Regions from separate parts of the Sus scrofa genome. Here region 1 is linked to region 2. A link is a contact called in public promoter capture Hi-C data. All regions are on one chromosome and are shown on one strand. The core of a region is the stretch at or near the end of the contact, and the rest is flanking DNA. Distances in the headings are between cores, read along the strand shown. Region 1 holds the start of KDM7A (lysine-specific demethylase 7A). Region 2 holds the start of ADCK2.

Region 1 (3,670 bases), core at 21-2,520, 410 kb before region 2:
TCGCCTGCACCAGGCCCCCGGGCGCTGGCCCCGGGCTGCCCGGGGGTCGCCGGCCCTTCGGGCGACGGGAAATTTCACTCTCTGTAAAGTTTGAGCGGCGGCGCGGGGGCGGCCCGGGGGCGGCGGGGACGAGAGGCTGTGCCTCCGGGCCCCGCTGCCCACTCCATCCGCTCCACCCCCGCCGGGACGGGCTGCGCCGGGGTGACGGGTGGTTGGCACGACCGCAGCCGACCTGACGCCCCGCTCGGGACCCCCGGCCCAAACTTCCGACTGGCATCTTTCAAGTCCCCGAAAGTGCCTCATCTGTTGCTCTGTTTACTCCGCGGAACCCCACCGGGCGGGCGCTGCCGACGCCCCCGTCCCAGAGCCCGGGGGCCGAGGAAGTTTGATAAAGACAGGGGAAGGGGGCGCGACCGGGACCCGCAGAAAGAGGGCAATTTCTGGAGACCCCGGGCCGGGGCCAGCCGGTCGCCGCCCGGAAGGAAGGCGGGGAGGGCGGCCGGCCGGGCGGCGACTTCGGGCTGGGAGTCCCGGGCGGGCGGGCGGCCGGGCGGGGCGGCGGCCGGGCTGCGGGCGCGGCGAGGGGCGGCGGGCCGGGCCGGCGCTCCGCCCGCCGCCTCCGCCGGCGCCTGCCCCGGCCGCGTCCCCTCGCCCGGGTCTCCCCCTGCCAACTTCTCGGCCGGCCCCCTTTGTTCCCGTTTGTTGTGGCGACTCTTCGCCCAGCCAGGCGATCCCACCAGCCCCCCTCAGCCCGCCCGGCGCCCGGCGAGCCCGGGACCCCGCGCGCCGCGCTGCCCGGGCCGAGGGCTAGGAGCCGGAGCCCCTGAGCGCTCGACGCGGCGCGGCGGCCGAGCGGAGAGCGGCTCGGGCGGCCGGCGCGGCGACGGCGGCGGTTAGCCGGTGGCCGGCGGCAGCGGCGGCGGGGCTAGAGGGGGTTTATTTACCTGCCGTGGAACCAGTCCTTGCAGATATCGCACTCGATCATGAAACGGTTCACGTCGTACGGCTGCCGGCACACACAGTACACCGGCGGGGGCGGCGGGGGAGCCGAGGCCCGGCCGGGAGCCGCCACCGACACGGCTGCCGCGGCGGCTCCAGCTGCTGCTCCCGCGGCCACCGCCGCCGCCGCTCCGGCCATCTTTAAAAAACACACACACGCTCGCTCGCTGCTCCGCTCGCCGACTGGAGCGAGCGCAGCCGCCAGCCAGCGCCGCCTCCTGCAGCAGCCGGAGCAGCAGCCGCGGCGCCGGCGGCGGCGGCGGCGGCGGCGGCGGCGGCGGCTGCGCCCCAGTGCGCGCGCGCGCGAGGCCGCGGCCCGGCGAAGGGGGGCGGGTCAGCGGCGGGCGGCGGCGCGCGCACGACGCGCGAGGTCCCGGCCCGGCTCCTTCCGGCGCTCCGCGCGGGGCCGTGCGTCTCGCGCACGTCCTCCTGCCGCCGACGCGCGCACCGCGCTCCCCTCGCGTCGGCCGGGCGGAGGGACAGGCTGAAGGGCACGCGGGGCGGGGGAGGCGGAGAGAGAGGCGGAGGGAGGCGGAGGGAGCCAGAGGCTCCCTGAGGACACGCGCTGTGGCGCTGGGAGCGCGGCCGCAGGAGGAGAACTGCGGGAGCGCGCGAAGAGCCGGCTTCTCGGTTTCTGAGTGAACGCCGAGGCCGGGGAAGTTCCTGCGCAGTGGAAAGCGGCGCACGCTGCGTTTATGCTCAGAGCCGCAGAACCGAGGAAAGGAGAACGCTGCCGGAGCCACCTCCCGAAGTCACCTAGCAGCCTCCCCGAGACCTCCGGGGTCCGAGTCGAGGGTTAACACCACGGAGAGCGGGTTATGCCCGGCAGATGGGCAGGAGTGTGCTGGGGAGTCATTCAAACTTCCAAAACGTCCCAGCCGATTTCCCACCGACTAGCCAGGAGATTAGTGTTGATGGAGCCACTAGTAGGTGAAGGAGGTTGTTCCCAAGAGGAATTCAGTTAATTCAGTCTGTGCGCCGAGAGGGGCCAGGCTTCAAATGTAGTGGGTGGAGAAAGGACCGGAGAGGAACTCGGCGTGTTTATAAATAACGTGAGACGCGAACGCTGAGTTCCAAGTTTGGAAGGTTGGGATAAAATTCTAAATGTGATGACGCCTCGGGAAGGGGCTGCCACGAAAACCAGATAATACGGTACTTGGCACATAATAGGCCACTAATAAATGTTTTTGAATGAAGGATGTGATTGATAAGGATAAAAACAGCTAGCACATACCGAATAGAGAAAAATTGCCTTGGAATCATAACCACGCAAATTGGAAGGGATGTTAAGAATTATGGAATCAGATATTTGTAGCTGAATTTCGCAGGCGTTTCTATCAATGGTAAAATCCCAATAGCTCCAGGTCTCACTCAGCCCCAGGCAGAAAATCACTGATTTATTCTAATCTTTTTATAATTGAGGAAAGCAATTAAGTTGCCTCAAGTGTCAGATATGAGCTTAAGCTAAAGTTTTTAAGTTCGATTCTGTATCCAGTCCTCTCTCTACCGCTCTATTGCTTGTCACATATGTTTTGGGAAAAGAAAAACCTGGAAATCAGAGTTAATCCCAGAATGAATGAGTTTGAAACACTTCTACTAGTGAAAAGAGAATAGTTACTGTGATTTTGGCATATGTTTAGAGGCATCCTGGATTGGTGGAGTGAAAAAAAAGGCTTACATTCAGACCCTGTATTATGGAAGCTGAGTGACCTTGGGCAAGTCACTCCATTTCTCTTGAATTAAATCCTTGAACATCTGTTCAAAGAAAAATTGTGGATAATATCTTCCTTAACTACTTCACAGAGGCTTATTAACAAGCAAGGGGATCATGTATCTTTTTGTGTGTGTCTTTTTTTTTTAGGGCCGTAGCTGTGGCATATGGAGGTTCCCAGGCTAGGGGTCCAACTGGAGCTGTAGCCGCCAGCCTACACAGCAGCCAAGGCAACACCAGATGCAAGATGCTTATGTGAACTGCACCACAGCTCATGGCAACGCTACATCCTTAACCCACTGATGGAGGCCAGGGATCGAACCCGCAACGTCATGATTCCCAGTCGGATTTATTTCCACTACACCACCACGGGAACTCCAGGATCGTGTACCTTTAAAAGTACACTGTAGAGATGGATAAACAAGGTCCTGTATAGCACAGGAAATTATATTCAATATCTTATAATAGACTGTAATGAAAAGACTATATATATATATATACATGCATATATGAATCACTGCAGAAATTAACATTGGAAATCAACTATACCTCAATAAGATGAATTTAAAAAAAAATTAAGTACACTGTAGAGGAGGTGTGTTGTTAGGGAAGGGGGCACAGCCACAGCTCTCATGTTGGAGTGGGGGTGAGGAAGGCATCCACACAGGGATGCGGCCTGGTAAGGTGTGTTCTCGGTGCTGGCAGGGCCCCTTGGTTCTGCGATGTCAGCATGGATAGAATGAAGAGGGTAGCCAAGCAAAGGAGGGGGCAGCAGCGGTGCCAGGAGATGGGGTATGTACAAGAGGATCCAATAAGTTAATATAGTCAGGAAAATGGGAGCCAATTTCTCACTGCTGAGGAAGAGAGCTGCAAATATGGAAACACAACTAGAATGAACCCTTTGGTAGTGGACTGATAATGGAGGTATCAATCTGTTTCTATTTCTGGAGATGAATAGAC
Region 2 (3,974 bases), core at 244-2,743:
TTTGGCTGTCCTGTGGCATATGGAGTTCCCAGGCCAGGGATCAGATCCAAGGCACAGTTTCCACGTAAGCCGCAGGTGTGGCAACGCCCCATCCTTAACCCACTGTGCCTCACCAGGGATCGAACCTGCATCACAGTGCTCCCAAGACAATGGTCAATCCCACTGTGCCACAGTGGGAACTCCTGGGAATGGATTATTAGTTAACAGTGCAGGAGTAGCCATTCCTAGCTGTATGGGCAGCCCAGGTCCCTGCATGTTCTAGCATTCCTTGGGCTGTGAGTGGCAGATAGACTTCAAGCAGCACATGCGGGCAGTGTCCTTATTTCTGTCCCTTGGGCCCTTCCATTTGTGAGGCCCACAGACCCCCCCACCCCCTGGCAGATTTTTATGGAAGCTTGGCACCCATGTGGAGATAAAGGGTTGTATAGGTAGAAGTGACTGTGGTACCCCATTGCAGGCAGCCTCATAAACCCCCAAGAGCAGAACAGAACACTGGGCCATCCCTGACAGTGTTGGCTGATTTCCCAGCTCTGTTCTGCTCCTCCTGGCTCTTTGGAGTTATCTGACCTTCCTTTGGTAATCCAAGGTTAAATAAACTCCCTAAAAACCTCACACCAAACTCATTCCCATTTGGGGTCGTAATTCTTTCTGGGGCTGGACACCCTCCCACCCCCATGGCCCTCCCTTCCTCTCCCAAGCAGCCTCCGTCCTATGGGTTCTCCCCGTTCTTCATTTCTTTTATCAGTGAAGAATCTGTTAAGTCAGGATGTGTGTCCCCAGGTCCCTACAGTGTACATATTATTGAGCCTCCATAAATACTAGGCTGAGTTTAAGAACTACTTACTGGCCTTGGAGTTCCTGTTGTGGCTCAGCAGAAATGAACCCGACTAGGATCCATAACGATGCGGGTTCGATCCCTGGCTTTACTCAGTGGGTTAAGGGTCTGGTATTGCTGTGAGCTGTGGTGTAGGTCGCAGATGGGCTCTGATCCCAAGTTGCTGTGGCTGTGGTGTAGGCCGGCGGCTGTTAGCTCCAATTGGATCTCTAGTCTGGGATCTGCCAGAAGCTGCAGGTGCGCCTCCCTCCGCCCCCCTCAAAAAAGAAAGAAAGAAATACTTACTGGGCTTAATTAGTATTGGTTGAATGAGCGAACATTCTTTACGGAGCCACTCCCCAAGGTGCAAACACATTCCCCAAATAGGTGCAGCCTGGGACTCCGGGCCTTTCAAGGACAACACCCCCACCCCTCCCACCGTGGTCTGTGGGACCATTGTTCGGGAAAGGGCTTTCAACTCCTCCACCGTTTCCGCGCTCTTTGTAGGGAAAGCCTAAGATAGCTGGAGAGCCCGGCGCACAGGGGACAAAGAGGGGGTGTCGGGGGCGCATTGGCGTTGGAAGTGAATTTTAGCTTGGGGAGCCTCCGCCGGAGTCTGCGCCGCGTCCCCTTTAAGGGGCGGTCCCGGAAGACGCAGGCCGCGCGGCCTCTGAGCCGGGATTCCCGGCCCCGCGCGCCCGACCCCCGCCTCGCCGTCGGGTTCCCTCGCCCTCGGCGCCCGGATCCCTCGCCTTAGCCGCCCGGATCCCCCGCCCACGGCGTCGGGGTCCCCGGCCCTCCGAGACCCGATCCCTCGCCCGCCGCGCCCTGACCCTCCGTTCTCCTTCCACGCCCTTGGCGTCCAGACCCCCCCACTGCCCACCGGTCCTCGGCTCCCTGCAGCCCCAGCCTCAACTCCAGCTCCTCCCAACGCCGTCCTCGGTGCCCGGGTCCTCGGCCAGCCGCACTGTCCCCCACTGCCGCCCCAGCTCTCAACGCCTCGCTCTTTCCCGCCCGTCCTCGCCCGGAGCCCAGGCTCTCGGCACCGCCGCCTCCCCCCATCTCTACTCTGCGCTCTGGCCCCCAAGCGGGTGCCCGGGCACCCCCGCGACCTCTCGCCCGCCCGCGTGCGCGGTGACCCTGCGGCCGCCCGGCTCTGTCTCCGCCCGCGCGGCCGCCTCGCGCAGGTCACGTCCCCGGCCTGGGCCTGGCTGGCCCCCTCCGGGGCTCAAGCCTTCAGGCCTCCGGCCCAGGCGAGGTACCCGGGAGGAGCCGGGACGGATGGGCGGGCCCCTCCTGAGGCGGAGGCGGGGCAGGGCTGCGGGCCCTGGGGGCGGTGTGGCCCTGCAGGGCACGACCGGGATCAGGACCGGCCTTAGGCTGCACGACGAAGCTGAGGTCTGAGCGTCGCCCATCTCACAGCTGCCCCACTTTTCAGTGGAATACTCAGCCGGCGCCCTGGACTCAGTCAGCCTTGCGATGGCTGCTTCTTAAAGCGGAGGGTAGGCAGCCTAGGCTGCGGACTTCTGGAAGAGGATGGTGACGCCCTGGCGCTTCTCTGTCAGGGTCTGCTTGTCGCACCTAAGGGGTTTTGAGCTCAGAAGGGAACTCGGCCTTCTGAGACCCGCTGGGTACTCTTGCAGGGCTAGACTCTGTTGGCTTCTGCTTGGCACTTTGCCCAAACTCGTCTCTGTCTCTGAAGACACTGGTGGGGAGGGGGCCCCTGAGAGCTTGTGTCGGCAGAGGGCCCGCCGGAGTGTCCTGGCTGCACATGGGCCCCTGGGGACAGTCCCCCCAGAGGGACGGCTGGACGGTCTCCTTCTGCACCTGCGGATCTGGCTCAGGGCGGGGGCCCTCCTGGTGAAATTCTTCCCCCTCCTTCTACTCTACCCCTTCACCTACCTGGCTCCCAGTGTCTCCAGTCTCTGGCTCTACCTGCTTCTGAAAGCCACCGAGACCTCTGGCCCAACGTACATCAAACTGGGCCAGTGGGCCAGCACCCGGCGGGATCTCTTCTCAGAGGCTTTCTGCGCCCAGTTCTCCAAGCTGCATGTCCGGGTGCCTCCTCATCCTTGGACTCACACTGAACACTTCCTACGGCAGGCCTTTGGAGAGGACTGGGGGAGGGTCCTGTGCTTTGAGAAGCTGGAACCCGTGGGTTCAGGCTGTGTGGCCCAAGTGTACAAAGCTCGTGCCAACCCTGCCTTCCTGGAAAACGACAGCATCCAGAGACTGGCCTCGGCCTCTAGCCTGCAGCCTTCTTCGGAAGCTGGGGTGGTCGGGAGGCTGAGAGAGCGCCTTGGACCCCAGGGGAAGGCCTGGGGGCCTCCAGGAAGTCTTGCGGACCACTCATTTCTAGAGAAACTGCTCCTCCCTAAAGCCGATCTGGTTGGATCCAGTGCAGTCTTGTTTCAGGCTTCGGGGCCCGTCCGCAAACCAGAACCAGATCACCTCATCCCGGTCGCAGTGAAGGTGAGTGTTGTGATGTTTGCAGCCAGGCCCTTTCCCACCTCTGAAATCTCATCCCTCCACCGAGCTGCCCAGATCAGGAACATCACCCTGCATTGCGTTCCACTGATTTCTTTTCTTTCCTTTTTTTTTTTTTTTTGTCTTTTTTCTTAGGGCTGCACACGCGGCGCATGGAGGTTCCCAGGCTAGGGGTCTAATCGGAGCTACAGCCACCGGCCTACACCAGAGCCACAGCAACGCCAGATCTGAGCCGCATCTGCGACCTACACCACAGCTTATGGCAATGCCAGATCCCCAACCCCCTGAGCAAGGCCAGGGATTGAACCCACAACCTCATGGTTCCTAGTCAGATGCGTCAACCACTGAGCCAGGACGGGAACTCCTCCACTGATTTCTTTTAGCTTGATCACTACCTGAGTACCGGTGACTTGCACGCTGTCTGATTTCTTGGCTTGAGGGAGGGGAGGTGCAACTGGTCTGGAAGAGGGTTTGAAGTTCACTGCCTCTGCGGGTGGAGGACCCACCATCCAGCTGACCTCCTGTTCTGGGCTGGGGCTAAACTGGAGGCCGACGAGGGTAGGTGTGCCGTGCTCGTAGTTACAGCAGCGGATCTTTCTCTTCATTTCCGGTAACCCTCGCCTGGGCTCTGGCATCTCTCCTCGCCCCAGTTTTCTTTCTCCGTTCAGCATGT

What was found. Promoter capture Hi-C pulls out the DNA fragments that hold promoters and counts their contacts.
Region 1: a contact with region 2 is called in a promoter capture Hi-C map of fetal liver, with 2.6 times the contacts expected there. The contact joins the promoter of KDM7A here to the promoter of ADCK2 in region 2. A contact is called at or near these places in 2 of 5 promoter capture datasets (fetal liver and liver), 4 of 47 Hi-C or Micro-C datasets (embryonic fibroblasts, heart right ventricle, mesenteric adipose tissue and 1 more) and 1 of 2 datasets of contacts at active chromatin or transcription factors (alveolar macrophages).

What each region holds. Positions count from the first base shown.
Region 1 is chr18:9,579,068-9,582,737 of Sscrofa11.1, reverse strand. It overlaps KDM7A (lysine-specific demethylase 7A), which reads right to left and starts at 1,270. Exons shown (of 20, transcript XM_003134614.4): 1 at 945-1,270. The coding sequence starts at 1,138.
Region 2 is chr18:9,170,528-9,174,501 of Sscrofa11.1, reverse strand. ADCK2 reads left to right here and starts at 1,493. Exons shown (of 8, transcript XM_003134607.4): 1 at 1,493-3,286. The coding sequence starts at 2,351.